Regions from separate parts of the Danio rerio genome. Here region 1 is linked to region 2. Evidence: chromatin contacts called from public Hi-C data. All regions are on one chromosome and are shown on one strand. The core of a region is the stretch at or near the end of the contact, and the rest is flanking DNA. Distances in the headings are between cores, read along the strand shown.

Region 1 (6,147 bases), core at 304-2,803, 520 kb after region 2:
TTTGTGACTGCATGTTATTCTTCTCAATCATATTTAAGTTACAAAGTGTTTACAACAGTATGTAATGAAAGACGAATACCAAACTTTACACCACTTTTACACTACTCGTCATCAGTCATGCTTTTACATCTAACAGTATGGTAAGCAACTTTACATTTCTTTGGGTGAAACTATTAACATTGTACTGTGTTTATTTACTCACGTGTATCGGATGACGGTGGAGCTCCTTTAGCGACCACCGCACTGTATAGATTCGGTCCGTTCATCATTAACCGGTGTAAAATGATCTGCCTTCGGGATTATGACAGCGAAATTCTGTTCATGTGATACAAAATACTGTCCCGTTTGCTTACACATCCACGGTAAAATGTATCCCTTAATAATTTCCTTACTTTAAACGGAGTTGTACAGCTCTTCTAGCTTTTAAACGAATCGAAACTGACACTCATTTGTATACGAATCTGTTCACTGAACCGACTCGTTTGAACTTAATTTGAAAATGATTCTTTTGAATCATTACTAAAATGCTGCATTGATTTGATTTATGATTCGTTATGATGATTATCAGTTGATTTATTAGTTTATTTCCTGTCATCCCCACGTACAAACATAATTATAACCTCATAAATTAGTTGTGTTTTGTGAATGATGCACTTGATTCATTTTAAAGATCCGATTCAAAAAATGAACCACAAGCCAAAGCAACACTTTCGTTTTTGTTTTCTCCTTAACGTTAGTTCCTAGATTAAGAAGTGCAATAATATAAAATGTTTCCTTAATTTTAGACAAACAACGCCTTTTATTTCATCGACAACTTGCATCAGCTCTTTCTGTCAGGGTTAAGTTAGACGATATGAGAGAAACGTGTTTCTCTCTGTCGAGATACCTCACGCATTTCTCAAACATTGAATAATTTAGCATAATTAGACTATAATGATTAGATTATAGATGTGCATAATTATATTTAGGTAAATTAACTCATTTTTATTGCTTTTGTTTGGATTGTATCTGTCGTATAAGTATGACTAAGTACAGTCACCAATGTGTTGCTTGAGGTTGCATCAAGTTTATTTTATAGCTGACTCATTGTCTTGTGCTTTACCTTTGCCATACTTGTGCTTTTTTTTCTCAGCTCTACACACCTCTTGTGTGTTATTAATAACCAGGCCTAATCATCCTTAGATTAGGCATCAGTAAAGTATTCAATCAGTGATTGTTGTCCAATTTTCTGTCACGCTAAGTTTCCAACGCACAAGAACTCTTGTGAACCTGAGAAGGAAAATGTGAAAATGAAAATGTCTAAAGCTTCTGCTTGAATGTTACCCAGAATGTATGACGGTAACAGGAAAATGCATCATGAGCCAAATGTTGCCTGATACATTTGTACTTTTGCAAATAAGTAAATATTAGGGTATTTTTTTAAAATAAAGAATAGCTGTGTGCTACAATAATTTATGTAGTTTGCCTTTTCTCAATATATCTTTATCAAAGTAGTGCTGAAAGGGTTAACAGCATGTCGAACTCTTTTTCTGTCTCCTCCCTCATCCTTTGTTATAAAGCCCCTGACCTACTGCTTCTCTTGTGTGTTTGTCTTGAACTCAACTGGTAAACATGTTTGCCGCTCTCCTGAAGTTAGACTTAGCCTCTGTGGGCTTGACCCTGTTCCTAGGCTTGATTTTTCTGGTTCTTTTTGAGATCTTCAGGATTAATTCCTACAAAGGTCGATTTCCACCTGGTCCAACACCTCTTCCTTTTGTGGGAAACCTACCACATTCCTTGAAGAACCCAATGGAGTTCATAAGATCTGTAAGTCTTTGCTGCTTTTCTCTCATTGTGAAGCTCTGCTGCTGTATTCTGAACAGCACACACATGCACCCAACTTGCTGTAAATGTTCTTCAAACAGATGCCTCAATATGGAGAAATGACCACTATGTATCTCGGAAGAAGGCCAGCGATAGTCCTCAACACAATCCAGCTTGCTAAGGAAGCCTTTGTTCAGGATGCTTTTTCTGGAAGACCGTTTCTGCCTGTTATGGACTGGGTAGCTAATGGACTCGGTCAGTAACACTTTTAATATTAAAGCTTCCCAATTGTTTTTTTTTTTTTTTTTTTTACAGAAATGTTAGAAACCCTTTTGTTAGCAAATTTTAACCTTTTCAATCATTTTTAGATACCCAAAGAACTTTTTTTGCACTATAAATAACTTTATGAACAATAAAGATTCCATAGGTGTTAATGGTTCATGGAATCATAAATGCCAGCCTTTAAGTTTTATGAGTGTACAGTTGATCTTGGGAGCTCAATGCATCTTTGCTAAAGAGGTGTGCATTAGAAGGTCTGTTTCTCTCTTTCTCAGGGATAATAATGGTCACGTTTAACCACTCCTGGAGGCAGCAGAGACGGTTCGCTCTGCACACACTCAGAAACTTTGGCCTGGGGAAAAAATCAGTAGAAGATCGTGTGTTAGAGGAAAGCCGATATCTGATTGCTGAAATACTGAAAGGAGAAGGTGTGTAATGTTCAGATTGAACTGTGTGGGTATAAACAAGGCAAGGCAAGTTTATTTATATAGCACATTTCATACACTGCAGCAATTCAAAGTGCTTTACATAAACAAGAATAAAAGAAACAAGTAAAAAAAAAAATTATAAAAATGAGTAAAAATAAACATAAAAACAGGTAAAATGTGATATAAAAGAATGAAGAAGAAGAGAAAAACATGATAGTGCAAACTGTCGGACGCAGCAGTGCTTATTCAGTAAAGGCACGGCTAAACAGATGTGTTACAAGCTCAAGTCAAACAAACTCCAAGAACCCTTATGGAATATTTCTAATAAGACCAAAAATGCTATAGGATATTATGGGTGTCACGATCCTACAAATTCTCGATTCGATTACATTTTCGATTCTGAAAGCACGATTCGATTTGATTTTAGATTATGAATAATTAATGAATTAATGACCATTTAATTATTTGTAGCCTACCGTTTAAACTACCTGACCTGCATGGTCTTTGTTTTACCCATAAATAAATCATACAGTAAATGAATAAAGGCAATTTACACATATAATTACCACCTGTCAATCACTTTTTCTGCGGGATTCGTGAATAGGCAGTGATCTGTGTCGTTATAATGGCGTCGGTAAAAAAAGAGGCACAATCAACAGGAACCAGCCAACAGTATCTGAGGTGTTCGCTAAAATGACTAAGTACAAGTGAGTGAAAGTTTGAAGCAGTCCTCTGACTGCCTGGACCTGCTTTCTCGAGCACATTGCTGTGTGTGCGTCTGTGTCTGTGTGGTCACGTGATGTGCGTTTTCAGCAGTAGTGGGGAAGGAGGGCTGCTCAGAAATGCTACACGCCACTGTAGATGTCAAATCGTTGTCGTTCTAAAATGCCATTTAAAAACAAAGACAGTGTAAACAGGGCCTGAGTGTGTACTTTTCGCGAGCGGATTTGCAACGGGGGCGGGCGGAGGATCGCGATGCCGGTGTTGTCTATCGGACGAACCGTACGTAATACATACATAGCAGAGCTTGCAAAACTGTGTTTTGTTTTTTTTTGTCGTCAACACGAATGTTGTCAACATATCTCACTGGAAATCTAAAAGCTGACGTGACATGGGGGCGTGGCAGCATCGACGATTCTATTTTTTGATTCGATAATCAAAATTGAGCATAAATTTCGAAACCGTGACACCCCTATAGGATATATATGCTGCTTTTTGCATATTACAGTTTTCAAAATTGTACTGCAATGGAAATTGTTTTTTGTTTTTTTTGTAGGCAAGCCAATGAGTCCCCATCATCCCATACAGAACGCCGTTTCCAACATTATCTGCTCCATCGTGTTTGGAGATCGCTTCGACTACGATAACAAACGCTTTGAATACCTTCTGGAACTCCTAAATGAAAACTTTGTGCTCACTGGATCAGCAGCAGGACAGGTATGATTAAATTCCTTGTTCATGACTTTATTTATTTTATATGCATCTTGCACATTCATCCTCATGTAGTATTCTGACTTATTTATTATTTGCCAAGGCCACCCACTGAAAAACCTACATTTGTGGCCATCCTTTAAGCCGCAAATGTTGGTATAAAAATTCAAACATGGATAACAAACATCCCTGTTACCTCATGATGCTTTGTCTGTCTTAGATTTTCAACTTGGCCCCCTTCATCAAGCATTTCCCTGGTCCACACCAGAAGATCAAGCAGAACGCCAATGAGTTGTTAGCTTTCATTCAGGGTGAAGTTAAAGAACACAAAAAAACTCTGGATCCAGACAGTCCACGAGACTTCATTGATGCCTATCTGCTGGAGATTGAGAAGGTGAGATCATGAAAGAAAGGTTTTCACGTGTTCATGTAGAAGCTAGATTTTTGTTTTAACTGTGGCTTCTGTAAACTGACAGCTTTGTTCTTTCTGAAACAGCAAAAGTCCAACAAAGACTCCACATTTCATGAAGGAAACCTGGCTATTTCAACAGCTGACCTGTTTCTGGCTGGAACCGACACCACATCGACCACCATCAGATGGGGACTCCTTTTCTTGACTCAAAACCCAGATGTACAAGGTACTAAACCTTCGCATTTAGTCTATGTTTTCCACTTGAAATGGTGCTTTAAGTTTTGTCAGTTTTCTGAGATGTGGTCATAATTGATTTTAGCTTGGATGTAACTAACCAGCAAAGTTGTTTTGTCAGGACCAGCATCTAAATAAAATGTTCCCTCTAGGTTAGGAAAACATTTTCTTTTAGGTTGTATTAAATTGGTAAACAAAAAAAACCCTATCTGTAACTTTCTGGAAAGTTTAGGTATTGGTTACCAAAGAAGAACCTATAGAGAATGTTGTTATTTGCCCTACTGGAAAAAAAAAACTACTTAAACCAGCCTAGGCTGGAGCGTTCACACCTATAGTGGCCTATAGTGACCTATAGTGGCCTATAGCTTGGGCCAGACGGGATCTGTGGACGTTTTTTTGCTCTGAGGAGAATTTTGGTAAAAGTCTGCGGATTTCTGCGGAATTATTTTAAGAGTGTCATAACTAAACCTAAGTAATACCTTTTTAACTTTTAATTAATGTTTAAATTGCAAATCCGATTAGATTTACTTTATTTGGTAGACAAAGCAAGTCTCTCATATAATATATCTACTAAAAGACAGAAATATTAGTTTACAAGCTGCATTGTACATAAATCAGATGAACATTTTCATTTTAGTCAATAATATTACTGTAATTAAAAAAGCTCTTTCTAATTCTGAAATAAACGACTCATTCATGAAAAAGGCAAGAGAGCTGTGCATATTTGAATATTGTCGGGCTGTAAACAAGTTCGGGCTTTTAAAAAGCTGTCAATAAAAATGTAGTTGTTGTAATTAGTAACTTTCATGGCCCAATTGCAGCTCTAATCCATTTAGGAACTTTAGGAGAACATTTGTATTTTCTGGGTACTAAACTTTTTTTTTTCCCCCTAAACATTTGTCTCACAACACAGAGCGATGTCATGAGGAGATTGTTCAGGTTCTGGGTTACGACCGCTTACCCAGCATGGATGACCGTGACAAACTACCGTACACACTCGCCACTGTTCACGAGATTCAGCGATGTGCGAACCTTGTACCTTTTGGTGTGATTCATGAAACAATTCAACCGACAAAACTACGTGGATACGACATTCCTCAGGTAATGAATAAGGCTTGAGTGAATGAAGCTATTTAATGAATTGTAAAGACTGACATCTGCCCTGGCTTTTCATGTTCAAATTAAATACCAAAGCAAATCAGTTCTTTTTATTAAAGTAGTTGATTCATTAATTTCCATCTAAACACAATATGACAAATATTAAGCTTTAGGCTTCACGCATTTTGAATGTATAAAGATCTTATATACAGTTACTGTGTCACCAAATTGTTCTCTATAATAATTATCTTAAAATCTATGATTTACGCTTTCACATATAGCCAATTTTTTTCAGGCTGGGGGAATGTTCAGGTTACATTTCATGACAACATCAAAAAGAAGAAATTGTTATACATTTTTTTATGCATTTTTTTTTCATGCATTTACAGGATATTTTCTACTGGGCTAAAAAAAACAAAAAACGTTAATAGCTATTTCTTAGCCACATATTTTAAATAATGT
Region 2 (6,099 bases), core at 2,380-4,879:
CTCGTATCTCTTTTTCATTGACAATGTAATTCATATTATGTATTGTAAATAAATATTGCTACAAACTTGTCAACTATTTTTTTGCAAAAAAAAAAAAGTTTGCCTTAAAATGAAAGTTGTAATCATTTAATTATTCTTTACTTGCCAAAAATTTTCTAAGACTGATTAAATTGAATTATATTGAATCGTATAAAATTATAAGTCATATGAAATATGACATGTTTGAAGGTAAATTCTCCTTTTATTCTGAACAGAGTAGTCAAAGAATACATAACAACATACATAACAACTACTGTGACAGGTATGAAAATGACACATTTTCATACTGATAATTATTATATAAACATTTAATTGCAAGCCTAAATACTAGAGCTTTATTTATATGTATTTAAGCTTTATTTAAAATAAATAGAATTCAGTTTTTTTATTACGAAAATGTTTGACATATTTTTAATCAAGTTTTTTTGTTACTTTTTATTGGTTTATTTTCTTTTTTCTCTACAATTAGAGAACTAGAGACCATTTTGATCTTGAAACAACATACAGTTCATCAAAAAATGAAACATCTGTAATTATGGGTGGCACGGTGGCTCAGCAAGAAGGTCGCTGGTTTGAATCCTGGCTGGGCCAGTTGGCGTTTCCATGTATAGAGTTGGCATGCTGCCCTGTGTTGACGTGGGTTTCCTCCAGGTGCTCCGGTTTCCCCCACAGTCCAAATACATGCGCTATAGGTGAACTGGACAAACTAAATTGGCCGTAGTGTATGAGTGTGTGTGGATGTGAGAGTGTCTGGGTGTTTCCCAATGTTGGGCTGCAGCTGGAAGGGCATCCGCTGTGTAAAACATATGCTGGATAAGTTGGTGGTTCATTCCGCTGTGGCGACCCCGATTTATAAAGGGACTAAGCCGAAGAGAAAATGAATGAAATTGAGTAACCAACATCTTAAAAGCTGCAGACATTGGAGCAGTGTTTGCATGCCTGATTTCAGCCAGTCTCTGTTTCTCTCTCTCTGTGAATGGACAGTGCAGTGTCCACAGGCCAGAGTTTAAAGGGTGACAGTGCACTCTATCCATTAGTCTAATGAGATCTGCATGTTGGGTGTTATAACAGCCTCCCAGCTCTCCCTCTCTCTCTTAAAAAAAATAATTAAAAAATAGGATAATATTGGTCTGAAATCGGATTCACATTGTCAGGCAAAGATTATTCTAGTTTATTTGTTTTTAATTTTTTCTTTTTATTCTGCTGGACCGACATAGCCAGCATGATGTTCATCATCATGATCTTCTTCTTCTCAAAACTGAAGGATAATATTGATGAATAATCCCTTATAGCATGGGTCTTAAACTCAATTCCTAAAGGGCCGCAGCTCTGCAGTTTTGCTCCAACCTGAATCAAACACAGCTGATCCAACAAATGCAAAAACCACCTACTACTGTCGTGGTTTTCTTGGTTTTTCTCTTACTAATTCAAACTCAGTCTGGAGGTTATGAATATTAGAAGAATATACTTTATTGTCGACAACATAGGAGAATTTTCAGGAGACCCCCAGTAGCATCTCTGTCTGAAAAATTCTGTCTCACTCAAATTCTAGCCTGCTTAAATACTCTGTTTTTTCCTTTGTTGTACATAAGTCACACAAGATCCCTCCTAGTTTAACCCTTGACTCCAAATTCCACCTCTGTCATCTGTTTTTCCCTTATTTCTACATATGTCACACAAATTCCACCTAGGTTAACCCCTGACCTCAATTTCCACCTAGGTTAACCCCTGACCCAAACCTGGTAACTATATAACTTATCCAGTTCTTGTGATATGGTAATTCTTCCAATGGTATCCAAGTCTACAAGCAGATTATACACATATAATTTGAATATATAGATTAACTTCACACTTTAAAGAGTATAAAATCCACTTCACTACTCAGTAGGTACTGCATTTGAATTTAAACCTACTACTCGGCCGTTAGAAAAGTATGTTCTATAAAGTATAAATGTGAAAAGTATGAATGGAATTCGGACGTACTACATCTGTCATTTTGTCATGGTCACGTGACCTACCTGCGTCAATTGCGTCGCTTTACTCCCATTAATGAATTCGCTCGCGGGGCATCATGGGACAGCACAGCATGCATGGGATGTGCACTCCAGAATCTCGCCGGAAGTAGTAAGTCACCCGGGTACTTTTCGCATACTGATTTTCGAATTCTATGAATTCGGACATACTATTCGGCTCGCATACTGAATTTAGCGTACTATATAGTATGGAAGTATGCGGTTTCGGACGCAGCCAAAGTGTTCTAGACTCTTTTATAAAACTTCATTAGTTGGATCAACTGTGTTTGATTAGGGTTGGAGCAAAACTGTGCAGAGCTGTGGCGCTTTAGGAATTGAGTTTGAGACCCATGCCTTATACCAGTGGTCTCAAACTCAATTCCTGGAGGGTCGCAGCTCTGCATAGTTTAGCTTTAACCACCTCCAACTCACACTTGCTCAACAGTCTCTAGTATTCTTGATCACCTTGATTATTAGGATCAGCTGTGTTTGGTTGGAGCAAAACTTTGAGGCCTGTGCCTTATACTTTGATTGATGGTGTCTACTCTAAACCCTTAAAGGAGGGGTCACCAATCTCGTTCCTAGAGGTCCGGTGCTCTGCAGGGTTAAGCTCCAACTTGAAACATCCAGGCATGTGTGTTGAGGCAAGAATACCTAGAAAGACCTTGATTAGCTTATTCAGGTGTGTTTGATTAGGGTTGGAGCTAAAATCTGCAGGACGCCGGACCTCCAGGAACAAGTTTGGTGATCCCTGCCTTAAAGCATAGGTCTCAAAATGCATTCCTAAGGGCTCTGCACAGTTTTACTGTGGGGGAAGCCAGAGCACCCAGAGGAAACCCACAGCAACACAGGGAGAACATGCAAACTCCACACAGAAATACCAACTGGTGTCCTGACATTTTACTCTACCCATCAGATTATGCTACCAACACTGTATTTGAATGGTTCTGAGGTTGGGGTTAGGGATCAGGTAGGCTATGGTGATATTACAGTTTCATATCACACTACTCCACATTAAAATTTACACTGGTAGCAAAATCTGATGGGTAGCATCCTTTTTGAATGGATGGTAGAGCAATCTGACAAGGTAGGAGAAATCAACAGAACACCAGGACTCGAACCAGCAGCCTTCTTGCTGTGAGGCGACAGTGTTAATCACTGAGCCATCGTGTCACCCCCAATGTAAATACTAATACCTAAAATTTCAAAGGTGCACCTCATAGTACCTTAAAGATACAAAAATGAGCCTTAAAAGTAAAAAGTGTACCCCTAAGATACCAATATTCACCTGTATGGTACAACCAATATTCACCTGTATGGTACAATAGTTTACCTTTTGAAAAGGTAATGGCCCAGTGACAGATTATGTAGCTTTCTAAATGTGTAGTAGCTATTTAACCCATCTTCAACCCTCCTGAGGGACCCAGTGTCCTGCAGAATTTATTTCCAACCTGCGTCAACCCAGCTGTTTATTACCAGAAGATTCAAATGGTGAAAAGCAATTGCGTATGGAAACTGTGAACTTTGCTGTTCGATCGGAGTTTGATTGTTTAGGTCTGACTCACGGCTGCGGAATCCGGAAGTAGCTTTCAGATACAAATGTCCTGCTGATTGTTGGCCTGCAGATCACCTGTCTGACTCTCTGTCTGTCTTTCTGTCTGTCTCTCTCTCTCTGTCTGCCGCTCACATACAGGAATAATGCGCGTCCCGCAGGTGTCCAGGTGAGAATGATGATGATCGGATATGTGTTTACATTCATTGTGTGTTGATGATCATAGCGCGTGTTTGGAGACTCAGAGCTGAGTGTGTGACAGCAGCAGCAGATGGAGGTCATTTACATGCGGGACTCATTCATTAGAGTATTTCTGCTTCCCATTTGATTATACATGAATTATTTAGATTGTTTTAGATGATTGTTCTTATATCTTTCTTCATCCATTCATCTTTATTTTCTTTCTATCTATCTATCTATCTATCTATCTATCTATCTATCTATCTATCTATCTATCTATCTATCTATCTGTCTGTCTGTCTGTCTGTCTGTCTGTCTGTCTGTCTGTCTGTCTGTCCCTTCATCCATTCATATCTGTCTGTCTGTCTGTCTGTTTCTTCATCTATTATCTATTTTTCTTTCTCTTCATCCATTAATTTGTTTCGTCTGTCTGTCTCTCTGTCTGTCTGTCTACTTGTTTAGCCTGCATTTGTGCATTCAGTGTAAGCTGCATGGTTAATCATTTAAAGATCAGGATCTCAACACCCACGCAACATAAATAATAAATGACGGTGATTTGCAAATGTTTATTAATCTTTCAAATTGCTGAATTCAAATCTGTGTTTGATAAATGGTTTGAGTTACTTATGAAGTTACAGACAGTCAAATAACGCAGAAGTACCGGGATAGCAGTCTATAGCTTTGATAAAAATACTGACGTTTATGTTAAAGATTAAAATCACCATCATGTGCTTTTAAAAATGATCATCTAGCAATGAAACAAGTTTTATGAGTGAATAACTGAATCATTTATCGAAAAAATAAATATGGGTTGTACAAATGATAATGTTAGATTTCTACATTTAGAGTTATAAGCAACAGTAGTAGTAACAGTGAATTATTCACAGTACTGAATATTTTACAGTATATTTTTATTCAACTGATATATATATATATATATATATATATATATATATATATATATATATATATATATATATATATATATATATATATATATTCATTCATTCATTTTCTTTTCGCCTTAGTCCCTGTATTAATCCGGGGTCGTCATAGCGGATTGAACCGCCAACTTATCCAGCACGTTTTTACGCAGCGGATGCCCTTCCCTTCGCAACCCAATATAAATATTAATATTTATTATGTCAATTAAGTTCTTCCAGTTTTACATTCATTTTACATTCTAATTTACCTGCATTTTTTATTTTGTTTTACACTACTAGACACTATACTTATATAGTATGTTTTCTTTGAAAATAAAATTAACTTTTGTAACATCAAAATGGGACTTCTCTTCTAAGATAAAATGTTGAATGTATTTACAAAAAATGAGAAACGTAAAAGACTAAACTAATTTAATTTAAATGAGGCAATTAAAAAAGCATAAAAGCTAACAAAAGCTGTACTCGATATTTAATTAAATGTGTTTTCATTTAGTTTTTAATTAAGTTGAAGTTTGAAGTTTTTAATTATTTTCAGTGTTTTATGAGTTTAAATAAATCCATTTATATTTTTGGCGTCGATGAGGAAACATCTCAAAAGCTCACTCCAGTTGACCTTGATATCCTAGATAAATAATTTGTGTAGCTGTAACAGTTTTTTATCTGCCTGATGTGAGGGTTTATTTTCTTCTTCATCTTCTTGTTCTGAGGAAGTCTGTGAGTAACTCCACATGTGACCAGTTCATCAAGAGATCTTTGTGTCTGGATGTCTTCCTGCACTTAAATTCTTGTCCTGAACTTAAATCAGCCCCGTTGTTCGTTTTTGATTGCAATATATGAGGTCTGGATGTGTTTCTGACAGCTGTTAGGGAAAGATATTAGGATATGAGGCTGATTGGATTCAAATATGTTTTATGGTCAGACTCAGCAAAGTTGCTTGTAATGTCCTCCTGAAATCACAATGAAGGATTTGGGTGGTGGTTTTAGTATGTTTTCATTAAGGTCATTTATGATTATTGTTGTTATAAACTACTGTGCACCAAAACAAAGAAAATCATGTATTTCTACACTGTAAAAATGCGGTTCGATTTTTAAGCATGAAGGAATCAAGGTAACTTATTAGTTTATTGCTCAAAAATTATGCAAACAAATTATTTTAATGAAGTTTAGTTCAATCAAAATACGGCTGAAATTGGTCACTTATTTAAATGTAAGCGCATGTTCAAGCAAATGTTATTTGATCATCTGCATATATAGGATCATAAACAACTTCTCTGTCTGTCTTTTTGCCTATCTATCTGTCTGTCTGTCTGTCCGTCTGTCCGTCCGTCCGTCCGTCCGTCCGTCCGTCCGTCCGTCTATCTATGACTGTCTA

Evidence for each region. A called contact is a pair of places that touch in the nucleus more often than the background predicts.
Region 1: a Hi-C map of an unstated tissue shows a contact between it and region 2, with 2.9 times the contacts expected there. The contact joins the promoter of cyp2aa7 here to the promoter of scp2b in region 2. A contact is called at or near these places in 2 of 18 Hi-C or Micro-C datasets (caudal fin and an unstated tissue).

What each region holds. Positions count from the first base shown.
Region 1 is chr23:45,726,782-45,732,928 of GRCz12tu, forward strand. cyp2aa7 (cytochrome P450, family 2, subfamily AA, polypeptide 7) reads left to right here and starts at 1,554. Exons shown (of 9, transcript NM_001109722.1): 1 at 1,554-1,806; 2 at 1,905-2,058; 3 at 2,358-2,510; 4 at 3,787-3,947; 5 at 4,162-4,335; 6 at 4,438-4,579; 7 at 5,501-5,688. The coding sequence starts at 1,612. The region is part of intron 29 of tut4 (terminal uridylyl transferase 4); the gene reads left to right. LOC141380559 (a long non-coding RNA gene) reads right to left here and starts at 1,532. Exons shown (of 2, transcript XR_012398764.1): 1 at 203-1,532.
Region 2 is chr23:45,200,646-45,206,744 of GRCz12tu, forward strand. scp2b (sterol carrier protein 2b) reads left to right here and starts at 3,630. Exons shown (of 5, transcript NM_001006093.2): 1 at 3,630-3,772. The coding sequence starts at 3,750.